Regions from separate parts of the Danio rerio genome. Here region 1 is linked to region 2. Evidence: chromatin contacts called from public Micro-C data. All regions are on one chromosome and are shown on one strand. Each heading gives the region's core, a stretch centred on a gene start, on an enhancer-like site or on the middle of the called end of the contact. The rest is flanking DNA. Distances are from core to core; before and after follow the strand shown. Region 1 overlaps atp2a3 (ATPase sarcoplasmic/endoplasmic reticulum Ca2+ transporting 3). Region 2 holds the start of atp2a3 (ATPase sarcoplasmic/endoplasmic reticulum Ca2+ transporting 3).

The links. Hi-C and Micro-C count contacts between places; a contact is called where the count stands out from the background.
Region 1: a Micro-C map of caudal fin shows a contact between it and region 2, with 7 times the contacts expected there. The contact joins the enhancer-like site here to the promoter of atp2a3 in region 2. A contact is called at or near these places in 3 of 18 Hi-C or Micro-C datasets (caudal fin, hematopoietic stem cells and an unstated tissue).

Annotation. Positions count from the first base shown.
Region 1 is chr5:31,855,316-31,862,127 of GRCz12tu, reverse strand. It overlaps atp2a3 (ATPase sarcoplasmic/endoplasmic reticulum Ca2+ transporting 3), which reads right to left. Exons shown (of 21, transcript XM_692016.11): 9 at 2,403-2,491; 10 at 2,176-2,278. Among named protein-coding and RNA genes, the nearest start is that of atp2a3, 75 kb to the right of the region's middle. Within about 2 kb of position 1,962, at least 3 of the 62 cell types and tissues checked have an H3K27ac peak or open chromatin away from gene starts, as enhancers often do. A contact at or near this core is called in caudal fin, where this site is marked.
Region 2 is chr5:31,779,594-31,786,009 of GRCz12tu, reverse strand. atp2a3 (ATPase sarcoplasmic/endoplasmic reticulum Ca2+ transporting 3) reads right to left here and starts at 2,101. Exons shown (of 21, transcript XM_692016.11): 1 at 1,714-2,101. The coding sequence starts at 1,831.

The DNA.
Region 1 (6,812 bases), core at 713-3,212, 76 kb before region 2:
ATTAAAATTAGGGGTCAGTCAATTTGGTCACACTTTATTTTGATGGTCTGTTTGTTGAATTTAAGTTACATTGCAACTAATTGTCATTGTCATTGATGGTTTTTACCATCAAAATTGTTACATTTTTAAACATCAAAAGTGTTACCGTCAATTTTCATGTCATTTTAAGTAGTTTTGAAGATTGAAAGAGGATTTTAAAAAGGAAAAAAAATCCATATCAAGATTTTGATGGTTAGGTAAACAGTTAATAAATTGCATATGTTTGATGAAAATAAATGAGGAAAATCCATGTACATTAATGCTCAGATAATGCTCACTAAGGCTTTATTTAATTGACAAAATAGACATACATATGTAAAAACAGTCATCTAAAATAATAATTTCCATTATTTCTTTTAATTATTATTAATATATTTTATAAAATAAATATTTTTCCTGCATAAACTGAATTTTCAACATCATTACTAAAGTTTCAATTCCACATGATCCTTCAAATGTCATTTTAATTTCCTGTTTGGTTCATAATAAACATTTATTATTATTTGATTTGGTTTTCAGACTACATGATTAATAAAATGTTAAATAGGTCAAGATACAAATTTATGTAACATGTTTATATTGTCACTTGTGCTAAATTAAATTTGAATTGGAAAAAAAAAGACATCAAAATTTTAGTGATCATTATTTGTTAATGCAAATCATTTCAAAGTTCAAAGATTTTAATTTAGTTTAATTGTAAGTACCAATCTTTAGAATTTACAGATTTCACTTATTAAAGTTTGTAATGCACCAACGAAACCAAAAACATAAAGTGATTTAACATGTGGAACATTTTAATTAGATGTAATAATCAAGGCAGCACAGTGGCGCAGTTGGCTAGCACAATCGGCTCACAGATAGAGGGTCACTGGTTCGAGCCCCGGCTGGGTCAGTTGGCATTTCTGTGTGTAATTTGCATGTTCTCCCCGCATTCCTGTGGGTTTCCACCGGGTGCTCTGGTTTCCCCCACAGTCCAAAGACATGTGGTATAGGTGAATTGGGAAGGCACAATTTTCTGTAGTGTGTGTGTAAATAAGTTTTGTGTGAAAGTTTCCCAGTGGTGGGTTGCAGCTGGAAGGGCATTGGCTGTGTAAAACATGTGCTGGGTAAGCTAGTGGTTCATTCCACTGTGGCGACTTTTTTTTTTTACCAGTAAATATTTTAGAATGCACAATGAATATTCAAACTGATATTTCCTATAGAATTGGTTTACAGCTATTTACTGTAGATAACGTTTGGTAAAGATATTGTAAAAACAGTGAAAGCATTAACTAACTACTTAATGAAATCTTGTAATTTATTAGTTACACTATTTATTCAATAAATATTTATGAACTTATGTTTATGATTAGATCATTTTAGCTAAGTTCAATCCATTAACAAATATTTTTTAAAGAATGTGTTATAAAAAAAGAAAGATTTAGATTCACAAATGATTTTGAACTGTTTTCATTGTTAGTTCATATTTATTAATGTAGTTAAACAATGTTCATAAATGAAGCTTTGTTATAGCCTGTTAGTGGTTTATTTTAAATTTTCATGACTTCCAAAACCATCTATCTCTCACAGTTTATTCAAGCCTCTAAAGTTCACAGTTCACTTCATGACTCTCTCTTTAGAAATATTTGCATTATTCCAGGAAGGAGTCTGCTGTGGTAGAGGAACATGACATTTGATCAGATAGTGAACCATTTATCATATTTATCAAAACATGGCCGGAATACACTGAGAGTACAACTGTGTTCAAACACCTCGCTAGTTACAACAACCAGTGCCATTTATTATTACTCTAGCGATGACCTTAAACTCTTCAACATTAGATCAGAGCTTCCTTCAACAACAAAAACACGTTTTAAAAATCTCCGGCTTGTCTTAACTTGCGGCTGTCCTTTACCCAACCTGACAACCACAGAGTATAAATGATATTACGTAACGCTGTAAACACGATACCATGGCAATGGCACAGAGGTGAGAAATGCAAGGCAGAGGTACAAAACAAGCAAATTAATAAGCTGTCGTTCAGCAGAGTGAACACTTCTAAGAGCAGAACAGGACTTGAAAATACCGAATGAGGCACATTGTTGAAACCAGAAAGGTAAATATTGTAAGGAGAAGATTCAAGCACACGTTACTGACCTCATTATAGTCCAGCGAGGAGTCGTTGCACAGGGAGCAAATAGTAGCCAGTTCCACCAGGCCATCATAATCTCCACACTGCACCTGCTTGTCAGCTTTCAGCCTGAGCGAGACACAGTCAATGCAAGATCAAGTGATGGAAATACAAAGTTAGTATCCAGGATTTTGGGTCGAACTGAGCAGATATTTTGGGAAGGATGAGAATGTGTGTGTTTGTGTACTCTTACACTTCTCCCTCTGGAGCGTATGTTGAGCCGCTGATGGTGAACTCGTGCAGGGAGCAGCTGCTGTCATCAGCTTTATTGACCACAAACATCTAGAGGAGACACCAGAGAGAGGAGATGCACTTCAGGATTCGCTCTTCTCTTGGACAATCAATCTACTGTATTTGACTTTTTTCAACCCGTTGTTCATGATGATTCGAAAAGGATCTCATATCTAAATTATTTTAAGGAGACTACACTCGTAATATCAAGATGATTCAATATTTTGTGTTATTTGAACATAAATTGAGGTTGAATAAGGATGATCCACTGACCAGAAAAGTCACCAGCCTTTTTGGGACCAAAACATGCATTTGTTTGTTTGTTTGTTTATTTTAAACAACGATAAAATAGTTTGGGTGAAAGTTTTGTCAATTCATTTTTGAAACTTGTTCAAAGTGTTCAAAGTGATCAATGGCTTGTAGGGAGTAATATTTTAAAAAATGTTTATGTAAAATAAATAGTAATTTGTTAAATAAATTAAATGCTTTTAATATATTTTTTTTAAAATATATTTTGATCCTTTGATGGTGGAGTTGAATTTTAAGCAGCCATTACTTCAAACAAAAGTTTAGTGTTAATAATATATTGATAACAATGATAACAATAAAGATAATTCTAATAATGATGATGATTTTGATGACAATATTATTAATAATAATAATGAGGATGGTGATGATTATAATAATAATAATAATAATGATAATAATAATAATCATAATATATATGACAATAATTATAATAATGATAATAATAATAATGATAGTAATGATAATAATCATAATGATGATAATAATAATGATGATGATAATAATGATATTATTATTATTATTAATAATAATAATAATAATAACAACAACAATAATAATTATGATAATAATGATGCTATTAATGATAATAATGATGATAATAATAATGATGATGATAATAATGATATTATTATTATTAATAATAATAATAATAATAACAACAACAATAATAATTATGATAATAATGATGCTATTAATGATAATAATGATGATAATAATAATAATAACACAGATGATGATTATGGTAATAATGATAATGATAACAATAATATGATAATAATAATGATAATGATTATAATAACCATGATAATAATAATAAAGATGATAATAATAACAATAGAACTAATAATAATAATGATGATGATATTGATGATAATAAAATAATAATAATGATTATGATTATAATAATAATGATAAGAATAATACTGATGATAATGATTATAATAATAATGATAATACTACTACTGTACTACTACTACTACTAATAATAATAATAATATAAATAATAATAACAATATTAATATCGATGATAATAATAATAATGTTCAAAGTAGTTTCTACTATCAAACAGACTGACTGAAAATAATATTAAAGCTAGAAACTAAATAATATACTGTAGATATTTTTCATTAATTTCCTTTTAATTTGCAGGCCATAAGTTTACCAATGAAAAGTGGCTATTGCAGTATAAGTTGGAAAACAACGAAGAGATCTGTGGATACTAAAACATGATTTAAAACAAAAAAGTTCTCATCAGCATATGACAACAGCTACAAACCTCAACTACATAAAAAACAGAAAAGAAGAAAAGAAAACAACCATCAACAGACAGTTATGACTCCACCCAATCAGCGCTGGGGTTTCCCTCATCCTGCGTCCAATCAGAGGGAGAGCAATTACATCATAATGCACTGGCGGTGGGAGGTTCCTGTGTTTAGTGGCCTGGCATGAGCTTGTCTCTCTGAACCAGCACACAACTGCCAACAGACAACACTGTCTACAATAAACCACTGCCTCCTACAGAAACGTCTGCTTTCACTGGACCCAATCAAAACAGAGGAGTGGACAAGAGTGTAACCAATCGCTTTACCCATGTTCTGGCTGACATTTATCCAATTTTATGATAATTAACCCCAGACGCTGCACAGTTTTGTGTTGTCTTTGTGGCAAAATTCTACTGCATGAATGAAGAAAATCAAGTGATTCTGGTTCCTAGAGTAAACACCAACAAAAAGAGCTGGACGACACAAGAGGTGAGGATGAGTTCAGCTGACAACATTGGCCAAACCCATAATGCAATGCTTCAGTGTTTTTGTCAGAGTCTTTGTCATGACATTTATCATGCTGAAATGAGGCAGCAGGCGTAGTTGCAGCCCTGGGCGAGTTTCAGGAGAAAAAAAGAAAAGAAGAGATGTTATTTCCTCACCATCCTGTTCCTCCAGTGTATGAAACAGGTGGATGGTGGAATGAAACTCATAATAAAGCCAATTTAGCCAATGCCATTGATCGCAGACCCTAACTTTCAGTTCGGTTGACAGCTCTGAAATGGAAGTGCACGCTGGGAATGAGGAAAAATGAGTCCCGAATCTTACGAGCCACCGTAAATAGTGATTATGCAGTAGGTGGACTTGCTGAAATGTGTTTTATCATGATTGAAAGCCACTGCGGTCGGTTTCAATAATAGCATAGACAGTAAAATATACACACAAACAAATTCCAAAAATAGGTTATGCAGTCAGCACTCAAAACGAGGCACCTAAAAACAATCATCTTAAACATACACAAGCGCAAAGGGAAAAACATTCTCTTGGCGTGACTTCACTCGGAGCAAGACTCCATTACATGTGTCTGATTAAAGAGTTAATGAAGCAGTTAACTGTAAAACTTTCAGGGCTCCGCAGTACTTCTGCTTCCTGTTTGAAAAGGACGCACACACACAAAACTTAATTGTGGAAAACACAAAGCGAGCAGCAGGCAGCAGCAATCAGAACACTGCATCATGCCCTTAAGCCCTTAAAATAAATGGATTATTGAGTTAGCGTGCTTTGTAGAAAACAAGTCTTTCAGATAAAAAAAGTGACTTTATAAAGTGACCAAAGTATTGAGCAACTTCTGGTACAGACACTGTGCCATTTCTTTGCATCTATGCTGCATCTAGTGCTTTAAGGATAGCATTAAATGGTATATTAGGAATATTACAGCATGAGACGAGCTGATGCTAACCAGAGGTTGCGAAAGCAGCATGGTTCTCTTTTCTGAAAAAGCTCTATTTTTGTGGTCTTACAAGACGCAGGAATCTGTGCCGCTCGATTTCCACACTCAAACACCGTGCAAACAGACACTGTCAACTGGGAAAGAGGAGGAAAAGGAAGAAAATTAGTTCCAGTTGCCTGTCTACTATAGCAGCGTACTCTTTGACATTGGAAAGCTTGACTTCCTGCATGTTTGTGAAGTGAAAAAGCTCTGCTTGGTTGTAATGTCATCTTTAGGTATTTACAGGCCTTCACGTCAGCCCTATAACTTTACAGAAACCTTTACAGTTCTCCAAACATACTTTACCCACAACTCTCCATTACCACTCACTGCATGAAGTATTTACCCACATATTCAGCTAGAAAATGTCAAATTAAGATGAAAGAAAACGGTTTCCCAGTACTGGGTTGCGGGGGAACGGGGGGAGTGGCATCAGCTGCATAAAACATATGCTGAAATTGCTGGTGGTTCATTCCACCGTGGTGACCTCTGAAACAGAGACTAAGCCGAAGGAAAATGAATGAATGAAATCAAGAAAATAATAATAGAAATAATAGGATGAGGAAAAAGTGCGCAGACTCTGTATAACTAGATATTTGTAATCTGTTTTAGGATTTGATGTGGACATTTTCAGCTCTCAAGTAATGACTGTTAGGAAAAATATAAAACACTGTTGTTTAATACTGTAAAGCTGCTTATCTACAGGATAAAGTGATATACAGTATAAAACCCTGGACAACAAAACCAGTCATAGCTGTCTTTTTAAAATTATGCTGAATAAATAAACTTTCAATTGACGTAATGGTTGGTTAGGATAACACTATGTTTGAAAATATCTAAAACATTTAAAATATGGGTTCAAATGTATCTAAATATTTAGAAAATCCTTTTTAAAGCATCCTCTTTATGATATAGTTACACAATATATTTATAAAATATGACCTTTACTTAATATTCTAATGATTTTTGACATACTGTACAAGCAAAATATATCCTTTGGACCCATACAATATATTTTTAGCTATTGCCAAAAATATAGCCATTTAAAGTAAGACTGGTTGTGAGGTCCAGAGTCAGATACTGTATACATAAACGTTACTGTGGATGACTTGAGTGCCAAATTTCCAAGCTTGTGCAAATACTATTACATGCTATTCTCAGATGCTTTCCTAACTCCCCAACAGTAATTTCCTGTTTAATGTTTTTTATGTTTATTTTGCTATTGAGGAACATGTAGTACATGTTTACAAATGTATAAAAATGCCACATGTTTTTCAAAACCTATTTTTACCCATAAAAAATAATGTTTACA
Region 2 (6,416 bases), core at 852-3,351:
CTTATTTTAAACAGTGTGGGTATAAATACCATTATATCAGTCATAAATATGACCTCCTTCATAACCCTAGTGTGGGGTTATCGAGAGCAGTCCTGTAAGACAAAGATGCTGAGTGTTGCTGAGTGTGTATGTAATGAGTTAATGAGTCTGTCGCATTAACTGACCCAAGTGGAAAGTCATGGGACATTGTGCTTATGCAGCAGGAGAGTCTGCAGGGAGATCAAATGCAATGGGAATTCTTTATTAATTGCTGATGTCTTGTCAAGCGCTGTCACTAGTGTAATAAATTACAGTTGACATGAGATCTCTGTATGCTCATTTGGAAATTTCATGTTTCAATTTGAATGACATGCACTTGGTTACTCTATGAGCAAAATTAATGACGTGCAATTTTTGTAAGTTTAATATGACTGGAGATGTGGAATGACTAAACAACAGCAAGCTAAAATGAGAGAAAATTATTATTTTTTTAAATGTCATGCACAAAATGTATTCCTTTTGCACTGAAAAGTGTTCAGAGGCACTGCTGTCAAGTATATTATAGATAGGCAATTGAACGTAAGGAAAACTGACTGGAAAAAAAGTGAGTGCCAGAGACACCTTTTCAAAACCATGACACATAGGACAAGCGATTGAGACTTTCACACTTGCTGTGTCATATACTACAGTCAAATACTCAACCCTCATATGAGGCACAGCTGTAAAATAAAAAAATAAAGCTTCCAGTGTCATCATTTCAGGAGAAAAATTAAGAGCACACAAAATGTTCATACAAGAATTACTCTCTTATTTAGTAAATACACCGACTGTGCCACAAATACAAGCCAAATCCATAATGAAATAGAAAGCAAAACCAGATATATTTACTACATTCTTGCATCACGAAAAACAGCTTTTCTGAAACCAACAGTAGTAGGGCAACGTAACCTGATGCGCACTGTTTCTAGTACCTGAACATTTTTTAGAGGAAGTAGAAAACAGGTTTCTCAAGTTCTATAATACTAGTTACTGGTACAATATCTAGCTCATTATCTATTGTAACAATATTTCCTTTTGAAAGGCTATTCCCCACATGTGCCTTTGAGCCAAAAAACACTGAGGGTAAAAGCTGGTGGCTCTGATAATAAGAGCGGTCTGAAATCCTGCAGGACTCCTGCATCTGTCTCCAGCATAAGACACCTCAACAGAAGGTTTTCCACTCTGAGGCTCACAGCCAGGTACATCACAGAGTCCAAATCACTTTGCATTTGCCTGAATTCAAACTAGAGGTAATAAAAAGGGGTGAATGGAAAATGTCCTATAATAAATGAGAGCAAGCTAGAATAGATATGACTTCATTCTTATGCTACATTAGCAAACTATGCAGGAAATAATGTAGACACATTTATCTCAGAGTCAGAATTAATTATGGCACACGCTTTAAAACAAAGTGGCTAATGATGTCAAGGTTACTGTGTCAGTAAAAGTGCAAAACTTAGAGACTGTGTAGTAATCCATCATTCCTAAGATCTTATCAGCAATGTGCTACACTAGAGACCTCACCTCACCTAACTGGATTCTACAGAGGAGATAAAAAAACCCTACGAGGGAGGCAACGGTTATACAGAATAACTTTCTTCCGCTATAGGAAACGCGTGCTCTGCGTAAAAGCAACTCCACCGGCACGGGTAAACACACACACAGCCATGTAAAACAACACGAGAGTTTACTCACCGTTCGGTCCATATTTATCAAAATTATTTTTCACTTGTTCCAGCGTGAGTCCAGTGTTTTCGTTCACACCGAAGTTTGCTAAAACTTCTGATGCAGATTTAGTGTGGGCGTTTTCCATCTCGAGGAACTGTTTACTACGAGCACTTGAACGGCATGTATTGGTGACAAATGACAGCGAGATCGCGGACGGGCTGTGAGAAGTGGCCAAATGTCCACCGAGGTGCTTTCAGACTGCCAAGCGGAGGTGGTAGTCTGCGCGGACGTCCACCTGCCCCTTCTGCAAGCCGCCGGTTTGAGCCCGTGAGAAGCTGCTGCTCTGTGACTGACTGGCGGAGCTCGAGCGATGTGGATGCGCGTGCACGCTGCTCTGAAGGTGCGCGAGGTTCCCGCCTCTTTTTCCGTGAGCTCGCGTGTTTGAGCGCCGTCCGCGAGCGCTTATTGGCTCGCCTCACCTGAGAGAAGAGAAAGGCGACTCGATGTGTGCGTATGAAAAAGACAGCCCGCCGTAACCGAGAACTGCGCCAGCCTGATAATACCCCGAGTCTCAGGAGGAGAATGAAACGATGAGCAGTTTGTCGTGGATGAAGGAAGCTCGTGAGGTGACTGTGAGTTCCTCCAAACGCGTCATCTGTGAGCTTGAGAAACCGTCACAGCTCAAACTTGTCAGTTCTGATATCTTTCTAGAAAATATTAACTATTAACTGGCCGTCATGAATGAAAATAAGTACCCACGATGGATACTGTACTTTGGCATGAACAAAAAGTTTCAGCGTTTAATGTACAGTGCCTACACCTTTAGGAATATGCAGCGTTGTGCATAGACAGTTTAGAGATTTAGTTTATCTTTATATTATATACCACTCACTCACTGCTATCAAAACATCTCATATTGCAAACTGCAAAATTATCATCTAATAATTCAAATGTGTGGCATTGAGAGCTGCCGCCTTACAAGAAAAACATTATTGTTGCAGCATTGAACTGCACAGAGGGGGAGATGGATTTAGAACAAGGTGCTCCAGTTCTTTCCTGGCTCATAGTTTCTCATCTGTCCCTGTGCAACGCCTATATATAGAAAATATACACTGCTAAACTCGTGATAAAACAAGAAACTTTATAGGCTACATCATCCTTGCCCGCAGAAGTGATAGGAGATCATTGGGAAAGTGAGGTAATGGTTAGGTCAAATCTGGCATCATAAATGAAACTGGCAGCCCCATCTGGCTAGACTTTTCACCTCTCAGACTGTTTTCACACTTAGTTTGATAGCTTGGTTTGAACACGAGTTCAGTTACGCCAACCTCCCCCAGTCCTCGCTGGTTCCTTTTCAGATTGTACTTCTGGGTCATGAATAACCTCACTCCAAAGTCAACTACAATGGTCAAACAAAAGTTCTGCAGCAGTTAGGGTCATGTGATTTACAATTGCGGTTTACAAATGTTTACAAATTTATTAGGATGCAAATCTTGAATATGAATAAAAATATAAGCATGCCATGAACACACCTTCAATTCAGAGTTTTTGGAATCATGGATTGTGACAGATATTAAAGTATTTTTTTTCATATTGTGACGCAGTTCCAGAAACAGACTTTTAAATGAGCAAACACATGGCTTGTTTTTACAACCGTGAGCTGAATGTACGTAGTAAAGTAGGTATTTTATTCAGAAAGATTGGCAAATGGGATTTAGAAGAGTTATTGCAACCAAACAGATCCTCCTGCTCCCCATTTCTGTTAGTTATCAAAACTGACAGTTGGAGGGGCGTGGTCAAGTATGATAGCCACACCCATTACCTCAAAATCACATAATCTGATGAATTAACTGAAAACAAACAAGAAGTGCATTTTCAGATTTCAATTAAAGATTAGAAGGGCAAACAATTTTTATTTCCTAATGACATGCGCGAATGTATTGTTCACCACAAAACTAGAAATGTGAGCTAACAAAAGATTTTTGATAATCAAAAAGATTATCTTTCTTTAAAATATTTAAAGTAACATTGAACTCCCCTAGTGGGCCCTGTATGGTCCCTAAATTGAAGACCAGTGGTTTAACGTTGGAGAGTTGTTTGAAATATATATGACCAATGAAATCTTTAATACCTGCCGTAGGGTGGTTTTTGCAATATTTTTGGGTATGGGGGCATATACTCAAACAGTAGCAGCTACTACTGTATGTTTAATATACGTTTAATACTGAAACAATAACAACTTGGGATGAGAACATGGTTGGGATGAGTAAACCATGTTCACAACTTTATTAATTTATGGCATTAGACTTTTTGCCAAACCTTGTCAGGTACAGTGATGAAGTAAGAAAAAAATTGAACAGTGATGAAGTTAGAAAAATTCAAATACATTTTTTCAAGAGTTCACACTTATTTATTGCTTGATATTAATAGCAGGTTTGGCATGCTGTCCCAGGAGAGAACCCTGAGCTTGGAGAAAATTGAGCCCAGGGCTTCTGGCTGGACAGTGACCATGTAAGGGGGTACGAGATCAGGTCTTAAGAGCTCCCCCTGGTAAAGAAGGAAAGGGAGGAGATGGGGTGGATAAGGGTTCATTCAGAAAACGAATATAACGGCGTAAAGCGCGACAGGCTATTTATTGTGAATTTTGAATAATCCGATTGGTTTATTAATGATTTCAAATAAGAGACCAGCTGCAATTAATCATATCACGTGCTCCTCTTAAAATTAGCTTGTGAAACTTTACTTCTAAGAGATTCACTGTTTCAAAGTGACAATAAAAAAACATTACTGAGGAAATTTGCTGTATAAAGCTAAATGTGCATCATTTAAAAAAATCTTAATGCAACATATAGATCTGTATTGGACAAAGAGTAAAGCTGTTTTAACAAAGCTCTCTCTGAGAATTCTGTAATACCCTACTTTAAACCCATTGCTTCTGGAACACAATGTGCTTTTGAGGACTATATTTATCTCAAAATGGCCCAGGTCTCTTTCCACCTATCCAGGTCATAATCAGTACAGGAGCTCTGTTTAGAAATAAGCTTTGGTGTGCTGATCTAGGACCAGCTTCCGCCGCAGAAAAACCTTCATCACTACAGTATGTTCAGATAATAAGCAAAGGGTGACGGGCATGTACTCAATAATGGTGTTCTCAGCAGTTACACTCTGGCATTTCATAAACTGAACTTGGAAAAAAGGCTACATTAGTCAACATCATCGTACCACACTGGTGATCAGTATTCAGACCACTTCCTGCTGTCGATTAGTTTAGATATTGACTTCCGTCTTAACACCACATAAAGTTGGACAGAGGTCTTCTTGGGTTAAGCCAGTGACTTGAGGTATAGCACATGGATGCCAATTGATGGGTCAGATTGCATTTGAAAAGAATATTAATAAGACATCATTCTTATTAGTTTCAACCCCCCATGTTTAGTAGTATATCCAGCTTTAGCATTGGTGATGTGTCTCTTTCAGGTTTCCAAATGATGCTGCAGAGACCTAATTCTTTTGGCAGGGACCTAGGAGAGAGCATGAAGTATCCAGATAATTTGACCACACAGTGTCATTATGGATTCTCAAATAAAAGCAGTGGGACTTATATAATTGAAGTCTCCTTTCCACTAAAAAATAAAACATAAATAAAGAGAAGGGAAACCCTTGAATGCCAGAGTCCTTACGGAAAGGAAATCCTTCCCCCTTTTCCCCAACACTTTTACCACACTGGCATACAATGGATGTCTGTGCAAGTTACAGTTTCAGACACCAAATTTTCCACTCGGCTTTGCGAGCCTCCCAGCTGCATTTGCCTTTAAGCCTGGCTGATCTCACCATCACTTTGCATTATGGAAATCAGTTCCTAAATAGGTTTAATTTTCTTTTTTTGTATTCCATTCTAGACATATGTTGTTTCAAAGGGGATGCTCTTCTCTCTATCTCTCTCATTTCTGCTTTCTATTTCTTGTGTAAAGAAGAAAATCTGGCAATATTACATTATTAATAAAGATACATAATAATGGCAAAATAAGGACGTAAAATTTGTAATAACTGCCATAATAATAGCTGGGAAAGCGGCGCTGTGATATCTGCGACAGGGACACTACTGCGGTACCTTCATTGACTTTGACTCAAGGAGATTTGGAGTGAGACTACTCCCCAGACTGCAGCAGCTGCACCTGACAGAGTGAAAAAACGAACGAAAGAAAGAATAAAAAATGATCAGAAAGAGAGAGACTGTGCACATCCTAGCATCCCCTACACTCTGTCCCAATCAAATACATTGTACTTCATCTTCCTTTCTCTCTCCCTTCTACACACACAGACTCCAAGCACATTACATCTGTGACGCAGCAGTCATTTCACAGGATGGTACCAGGGGATGCCAATGCGCCGTCTGCCAGTTTGCCTGACAGGAATAAAAGATGAGCAAAAGAAAAGGGGAGGAGGAAGAAACAGAGGTTTGGCTGAATTGCGTTGCAGCAATTGTGTAATCATTAATATCTGTTGTAGATATTAACATTGTAAAACCCAGAAAACTTTTTGAATGGAAGTTTTGTTATGGTTTATAAACAAATTTCAGAAGAAGCATGAACAGTTTTGATGAGGCTGATTCATTATTGACAATCGTTCTATAATCCAGTCAGCATAAGACCAAACCCCTATAAATAGTCAATCATGTCCTATTCTATCTCCATTTTCTCTCAACCTTCAGCATCCCTTCACCACCCCCA